3 separate regions of the Gossypium hirsutum genome follow, and all the other regions are linked to region 3. A link is a contact called in public Hi-C data. All regions are on one chromosome and are shown on one strand. The core of a region is the stretch at or near the end of the contact, and the rest is flanking DNA. Distances in the headings are between cores, read along the strand shown.

Region 1 (2,972 bases), core at 47-2,546, 160 kb before region 3:
AAAGAAAAACAACTTGTATAATTCCCTAGCTATAGTCTGTTGGACCCTAATCATTTTCTCCTCTAGAAAGTAAAGGTTTAGGTACTAATTCCTCTCAACCGTTGATCGAAAGACACTATTTTCTCTATATACCAACAAGAAAAAACTTGCCCAAATTTGTAGTCCATATAAAAGTCATAAATGAGCCAAGTTGAGCCAAATGAATATAACAGAAACTTGAGGACCCTTCAATCACAGCACTTGCTAGAGCAATGAGTCTAATGAATCTCTTCCCACTGCTGAACTCATTTATATATCAGAAGAGTATATATCAGAAGTTGAAAAATAGAGCTGTTCCAAGAATTAACATTGAAGAGTAAAAGAAACAAAAAGCATTATCATATGCAAATATCTTCGAAGTGCAGAATCTTCACGAAATGGAGATAAAACAAATTCAATACCTTAGGGTGGTGACCATGAGTACCAGCAATCTCCATGGCTTCAACATCAAATGAATCAACTCTTTTGGGCTTCTTAACCAGTCTCCTCCTCAAAGATCCATACCCTTCTTTGGCTTCGTTATCATCAAACAATGACAAAGGAGGTGACTCTGAGTCCACCTCACTACCATCCACCCACCTTGACTCGTTCACCCCTCCACCACTGAAAGTTCTACCCCTCAGTCTCACGCGGCTACTCTCTTCAATCCGATCTTCTTCTTCCATATCCCCTCGAATACCCACTTCAAAAAGGGCCTCCTTGTCTGTAAAAAGACTTCCTTTTTTTCTGGAGGATAAGATAAGAAAAGCCTCAGCCAATCAAATCTTTGTGAAGAAAAAAGAAAATACTACCCTTCGTATGTCTAGTGCTTCTTCTTCAGTCTCAGGATTCAGTCTCCTGTTTTCTCCTAAGGTCAATAACTTGATATGGGGGTGTTGTTCTTAACTCCTTCAGTGGGTCCCCTTCTGAACTTATTGCAGAGACCAGAGCAATTATTAGTTAGGATAGGACAGCAAAGGCTACTAAATATAATTTTTAAGAATAAAAGGATATACACGGCTAAGTTCAATGTTTTTTTTTTTTTTTGCCGGGGGATTACTTTTTCGTGGGAGTCTGACACAATGTAATTAAGGGATGCCAAGAATTTCAGACAAAAAAAAAAGGAAGAATGTAACTGTTGAGTAGGATGATTATTACAAGTAATGTTAAGCGTTGCTGTCTTGGCTGGCTTTTGGTGACGATGAAAGGATTAAGGCAATCAACGACTCATTGAGTTATTTGTTTTATATTCTGGGTTTTGTGCTAAAAAAAAGGTCATGTTCAAAATTCGATTTATTTCAATTTTAATTTAATCGCAGTGTTTTGATGATAAACACAAAGAAACGACCTTCCAGTATAACCTATAAAAGGAATGCTATTGGCGGATAATTGCAGCAATGGTGGGACAAAGACAAATTTATGTTTCCTTCCTTACTCCACATGCTACATCTTAAACCTAATGGTTCATTTGAACGAGGGTGGGATACATTTCGATAATATTAAAATAGTGACTGCAGTAAAATTAATTACTTTAAAGATGAAATTAGATATTATAATAATAAAATTAAAATTAATTAATTACAATTGTTATGATGAGGTGAGAATAAAAATAATAAGGATATTAAATGAAAATATGTATTAATATAAATAATAAATTATCCTTTGTCTAAAATTGAAAATTTGTTTGATCAACTTGAAAGTTTTCAAAAGAGTATTTGATGGTCACTAAACTAACTATAAATACGACTAAGGCAAGCGCATCTATCGAACAATAGTATAGTTATGGTGAGTAGGGAATATTGTATCCACGAGGACTAAAAGTACTAGTAATTACCGTTTTTCTATTATTTAGCCGACAAATTGGGGTGATTGTTTTTAATCTAAATTTACTAATCTAATTTAACTAAGAAAGACAATACTCAGGAAAGAATCCACCTAGACTTCACATACTATTCTAAATCTGAATTAAACGATTTATTCACTTGTTCTCTATAACAGTACGTTTTTCAGTGAAATCGAAACAGTGGTTTCGGGATCACAAATCTGAGTCAGGAAGAAATTTTATTTTAATATTAATGCATGGTCTGCATTATGATAGGAAAGACGTATGAAAATTTTGATAAGAAAATTTTACTGATTTCATGTTTAATTGTCAGTAAGGACTAAATTGTATAAAGTGCAAAAGTTGAATTCTATTAGCTAGAGGGATTAAATAGCTATAGAATTCAAAATTTGAGGTCCTTGTAAGGAAAATAGACCATTAAGAGAAGTTAGTAGATATTTATGATGATTCATCCATGGAAATTTAAGAAAAGAAAAGGACTAAATTGGAAAGTGGGAAAAATAAAAGATGATAGTTAATTAAAAGATAAAAGTATCATTTTATATCATCATCTTCCCCAAAATTTTCTATGGAAACCCTAATTAAGAGAGAACTTCAAGCAAGCTTAATTGCGTAAGTAATCATGTCACCTTTTTAGAAATTTTTACATTTCCTAGATCATAATAACTTAATCTATCTATTTTGGGGATCAATTTGCAAAGTTATCAAAGTATTAAAATTTTTCCATGGATAAGTATGCTAAAATTTTGAAATTTATGGTAAAAAATGAAAGGTTGTTGATAGATAAACAACTTTTGTAAATGAAATTTTCATGAAATTGTGATTTAGGGATTTAATTAAAAAGATGTAAAATTCATGGAAAAATTCTGAATTTTGTGAAATACATGGACTGTTATTGTTATATGAAAAATTCAGTTAGTCTTGGAATAAGGATTAAATTGCATGAATTTCATTTTCTGATCCTAGTGATGAAATCGTCATTTATTAAAAGTATAGAGGCAAAATGGTAATTTTGCTTAGGATGTGAATTGGATTGAATTGAATATGAAATGTGTTAAATTGTTGTTAAATTCATTTATATAGATCCAGAAAGATCAAATAAAGAGTTAGA
Region 2 (2,711 bases), core at 83-2,582, 140 kb after region 3:
TTTACTTTGGTTAAAATTAATTAACCTAGTTTTATTTACTTAACCTTAATCGATTTAAGCCTTAAGCATAATTAACCCAAGTGAGTGGAATCTAACATCATCCACCACCACTTGGCCATTTAGAAATGGTCTAATTACATATCTAGTCCTTTGGCTATTTAAAAATTTATAGTGATAAACTTTTATAATTTAGTCCTTCTACCTTAATTAACTATCAATTCAACAAAATTACCAAACCAAACTTTAATATATTTCTATACTAGCCTCGTAAATATTAAATATTAATATTTACGACTCGATGTACGAGAATGGGGTTCTGAAATCGTCATCTCTAAACCACTGAAAATTGGCTTGTTACACATAATAGGGGTTGAATTATTTAATTATTCTTGAAAGCTTATATTGTTGTACGAGTAACTATTTATGTGTAAACTTGAAATATAATATTTAAGATTATTGGTTGAAATAGGGATTTTGTGGGGGATTTTTTCATAGGATCAAGAAATTATAAATAGGTATTTTGAAAAGAAATTATAAATAAGAGAAAAAAACAAAGCAAGAATCGAACTTGCTTGGCGAATTCCCTTTTTCAATTTCTTATTCTCTTATGGTTAACTGGATGAGTGTTAATCCTCTTAATTTAGTGTTTTAATAGATAAAGAGATGGCATGGGATGTCGCAAATGGGGTTGGTCAACAATGGAGGCGGTGATGTTTGTTGATGGGTTTGATTTAGTTGACAGTAGGAATGCTTCTAGTTATTGGTTCTCGGTTTAGGTTGGGTTATGGAGTATATTTATCAAGGTTAAGAGTGGAGTCTCGAATGGTGGTGAGGATGGAGTTAAGATTGATCTTTGGGTTTCATTTTGGATAAAGTAGAAAAAAAATAGTCGGGTTGGAAGAGGGAATAAAGTAAACAAACGGTTAAGAAAAAGATGTATTTAATTATGTGGCCTTGACGTGGATAACACGTCAACATTTAACAATAAAATTGTGCCAAGCGTATTTTCGTTACACCTCTAATGGTGGATAACGACACAGTGATTAAAATGTTACAAAATGATAGCATTAATGATTAAATTATAATAAATTAAAATTAAGTGACTATAACATAAACTTAATAAAACGTAAGTGACTATTTTATAGTTTATACAAGATAATAAAAACTGTAGAAGTATTTTGCAAAATATTAAAGTGAAATGTTAAAATTGAGGGTAAAAGGTCCAAAATGAAATATGAAGGACAAAGGCTGAAAGGGTAAAATCAAAGTGGGCAATGTAGTAAATGTAGGATTATAAAGAACTGTTTGGTAACGCCGCGTGTTTCTGTCTCATCGTAAACATTCAACTCCCCACTTCCGGATTTTCCTAGGCAAAAACAGTATATATAAAAACAACAACCCAAACGTGACTCTAAGCCTCTCCCCACCTAACCCACCTGCCCTTTTCTTTGTAATAATCGAACTCCCCTCTCGTCCTCTTTCCCGATTTGTCTTCTTCATTGCCCCACCATGGCATGTGTTAGCTTTGCTAAACTCAACGCACCGTCATCCTCTTGGATCGGTGGCCAGCAGTCTCTCCCTCAACGCTCCGGATCATCCGCTCGGCTCGCCACTCGCAGAGTCTCACTCCCGATCCGTGCTGGCGCTTACACCGACGAACTCATCAAAACCGCCGTTAGTGTTTTCTTTGTTCTCTTTTATGTTTCTACTAGATTATTTCATATGATTTTTTATTAGAATTTTTTTTGTTGGCTAAAGATCTATCATTAGTCGTGAAATCCAATTATTTTTCTTTAACCTGTAAACTGTGATTCAGTTTTGCTTGTAAATCAGTTGCATCTGCGATGAAATAATTATAAAAATGATTTCGTTATTTTATATATTAGTATTTGTTTTCATATATAAAAATTCTGGTTTTCTGTGTCTTTCCGTGACTACAGGAAGCTTTAAGATATTGATGGAGTTCCTTTCTAAATACGAAGTTTGATTTATGACTCCTTTAACTAGGGACATTATAGCTGTTCTTTTTCATTGATGCTTGATGGAGACATGGAGATTTAAAATTTTAAATAGCCGGGTGCAGCACAATATTACTTTCATTATTTACTGCAATTAATCGCAACAATATTTATTACGTTTGATACTGTGACCGATTTGCAATCATAATTTGAATCCACGAATGGAGAATTATATGAGAGAATTTTTGGGTTGGCGAAGTTGCCTGGTGAAAGGAAACTGTGATAAATTGTTTTCTATTTGTTTCTTTCTATGGTGTAGAAAACTATTGCTTCACCTGGTCGTGGAATACTGGCAATTGATGAATCGAATGCAACATGTGGGAAGAGATTATCTTCTATTGGCTTAGACAATACTGAACCCAACCGCCAGGCTTACAGACAGCTTCTGCTCACAACTCCTGGCCTCGGAGAATATATTTCCGGTGCCATTCTTTTCGAGGAAACACTTTACCAGTCAACTACAGATGGGAAGAAGTTTGTTGATGTCTTGCACGACCAGAAAATCGTACCTGGCATCAAAGTAGATAAGGTGACACTACCGAATTTCTACATTTATATGCGTATGAATTCCTTTTGGGGTACTCATTAACTCAATCTTTTATATTCACGTGTTTCAGGGTTTGGTTCCTCTACCTGGATCAAACAATGAATCTTGGTGCCAAGGCTTGGATGGATTGTCATCAAGATCTGCCG
Region 3 (2,958 bases), core at 15-2,514:
AATTAATAAGATTACCATAAAAGTAAAATCATAAAGCATCTTTACCCTCACTACTTCATGTAAATAAATAGCAATCTGATATTGATAATTTGTACACCAAGATAACTATTTTCTTATTGGACAAAAAAATACAAAAAAGTAAATAAAAAAGGACTATTTACAGCAGTGAAAAAGAAAATTCTTCAAAAAATTTCTAAGGGAAAAAAAACCCTACGATGGAGAAAAAGGGTTCTAAAAAGAAAAAGAAAAATAGTTGTAAGAAAGAAAGTTGAATGACAACCCTCTCAAAACAAATAGTTGAAAACAAAATAATATCCAATCCAGCCGGAACCTAAGAAAGGGGGGGCCAAAAATACCAGAATTTCTAAAATCTTGGTCGGAATCTAATTAACCCAAAGAAAACCAGGCAAGCAAATCTTCACCGACGCGTCTCCGCGTGAAACCGACGCGCTGATCGATTTTGAGAGGGGATCGACAAACCGGGCAGTTAAATTTTAGTTGATCAAGCCAACCATCAAAGCAATCCTTATGAAATACATGGCAGCAATCGAGCTTCCTCACCTGCTCCCCATCTCTTAGGCTGCACAAGCACACAACACAATCAGAGCCCTTTCCTCCCGCGCCGCCACAGTATTTGTAGGAGAAAGCCTTGTTTAAGTTGAGCTGCTCGGCGAGTACGATGAGACTGGCGAGGCCGGAGCCAAGGACTCCAACATCGTCGATGGTAGTGGGCTGGTCTGGGCAAGGGAGAAGGCCAATCAAATGGAGGGAACCAAAGAGGAGTCTTCGGAGATAACCGACGCAGTTAGCGATTATTGCTACGAGAAGAAGCGGGATCGAATCTGAGGACACGTCGCTCAGCTGGCTTTGTAATCCCATCTTTCTTATTTTAGTTTCAGAAAATGTGGAAGTGGATTTGTAGAAAAAGAGTAGTAATATGTAATATGTGTGTGTATATATATTTATAAGCTGAAAGGTGGAATGGAAGAGATTAGATTTTATATAGAGAAATAGAAGCATACAGCGATAAGAAAGAAGAAAAGAAGAAAGAGATGATGTAGGGAAAAGAAGAGGAGAGGAGAGGAGCGGCTAAAGAACGGGAGATTAGGGCCATGTGTGGTGGGGTCCGCTTGTTGAAATTGTTTATTTTCTTTTTCCTTTTTCCTTTTTCCATGCTTTAATACTAACTTCGTTCTATACATCACAAGCTGTGTATTTCTGTATTCCTATTCTTATTCTTTATGTAACTTGGGATTTAATTTTTCATTCATCTATCTATTCTTCTATTATATATTTATATAATATTTTGAAAACCCAACAATTTATGATCTCCTATTTGTATTATTTTTATATTTTTTATGATTAGCAGTTATATTGTCTTTACACTTAACATGGGTCGGGACACCCATTCAGTCTCGAAGGTCCGCCTGAAAAGTGAAAGGATTTCGGCAAAAATATGGGCCCAAAAAATTAGTTTGGATAAAAAATAAGGCCTGTTTCTAAATCGGTCAGGCGTCGAATAAGAATTTTTTGCCCAAACTCGACCCGATTTGTCTAAAAGTTTTTTTTTTGCTGTTGTTTGTTGTTGTTTTATTACCATTTTGCTATTATATTATTACTATCTTATTGTTATTGTTTAGATATTGTATAACTCTTGTTTTATTGTTAATTTTCCTACAATTTTAGAGGCATTTGTTTGTTAAGTTGAAACTATTAGTGTTAACAAGTATCAATACTTTTTCTAATATATTTTAAATTTGTTGTGAAACATTTATTTTAATATTTTTAGTATATTTGATGTATTATATTTTTTAAATTTATTTTTATATAAAAATAATATAAAATTTTAATACGGCCAGGTCAAATTGGACTCAAGTTTAGTATTTTTTATTTGGACTAAGCTTGGATAAAATTTTAGACTCATTTTTTAAGTCAAGTCGAGCCCAAACTTAAGAAATAGACCTAAAATTTGACATCGACCTAACTCGACTCATGATCTAAGTTTAATTCTCTCTGCAATTATTAGGTTTACTTCATTGATGATAAGTTTAACCCACTTAAATTCCGTTTATTTCAATCAAATAAAAGAGAAAAATTGAACTGATTATAATCTTGTAAAATTCCAATTCCAATTTAATATGATATGAAAATATGTTACATGACACAATATTATTGGTCAAAGTATTGGTCAGCTCCATATTATATTGAGATTATTAAATTAGTCTTATTAAAAAATTAACTTTATCTTTTTTTTTGAATTATAATAATAGGGTAAACTCGAATATCTTTTTCTTTTTGAATTACAATAACAGGATAAAATTCTAACAACTAACGCAACTAGCACGACTCGAACCCAGGTTATACTTAAGGTGATGAACACCATTGACTATCAGGCCATCACATAGAGTTTAATTTACTTCAATTTCTAAAATAAAGTATCTTATAAGTAAAATAATTCATAAATGAATTTGGTTTGAAGAGGTATGTTTTGTTTTGATTGCAACTTATGCATTTCAGGTTGGATATGTGATATAAAGAAGAAAACATTTTCAAGCGATTAATTAGTGTGTGTATATATATAATTGTAGTCCTCAAATATGGACATAGAAATGTATGTTGGTGGGAGTGTGACCCAAATAAGTGGGAGATCAGAAGCACATGCAATGCACCATTTACCATAAACATGGTTACCTTTTGTCCAACTAATTGAATATATATAATCAGATGTCATAAATAATTCTAAAACCTAATTCATCAACATTAATTAATATTCATGTGTGTTCACACTTTAGACAACAGCGCACAAAATGCTAAAGGGCTAAGAGAGTTTTAAGGCCTCATTCTCAATTAAGTTCCTTACTATTATTATACTTTTGATGTATTTTTAATATGAATGTCGGCTATTGATAAAGCTTGGACGGAAATGTGGCCTTCAACCCTTTATTTATTCATTAACAG

The links. Hi-C and Micro-C count contacts between places; a contact is called where the count stands out from the background.
Region 1: a contact with region 3 is called in a Hi-C map of leaf, with 3 times the contacts expected there. The contact joins the promoter of LOC107903978 here to the promoter of LOC107903974 in region 3. A contact is called at or near these places in 6 of 34 Hi-C or Micro-C datasets (callus and leaf).
Region 2: a Hi-C map of leaf shows a contact between it and region 3, with 1.8 times the contacts expected there. The contact joins the promoter of LOC107903807 here to the promoter of LOC107903974 in region 3. A contact is called at or near these places in 3 of 34 Hi-C or Micro-C datasets (anther, leaf and petal).

The regions. Positions count from the first base shown.
Region 1 is chrD05:46,862,283-46,865,254 of Gossypium_hirsutum_v2.1, reverse strand. LOC107903978 (putative potassium transporter 12) reads right to left here and starts at 1,296. Exons shown (of 9, transcript XM_016830215.2): 1 at 441-1,296. The coding sequence starts at 704.
Region 2 is chrD05:46,564,025-46,566,735 of Gossypium_hirsutum_v2.1, reverse strand. It overlaps LOC107903807 (fructose-bisphosphate aldolase 3, chloroplastic), which reads left to right and starts at 1,332. Exons shown (of 6, transcript XM_016829975.2): 1 at 1,332-1,674; 2 at 2,278-2,547; 3 at 2,636-2,711. The coding sequence starts at 1,510.
Region 3 is chrD05:46,701,439-46,704,396 of Gossypium_hirsutum_v2.1, reverse strand. It overlaps LOC107903974 (E3 ubiquitin-protein ligase RHA2A), which reads right to left and starts at 1,264. Exons shown (of 1, transcript XM_016830211.2): 1 at 61-1,264. The coding sequence starts at 1,020. The coding sequence ends at 388.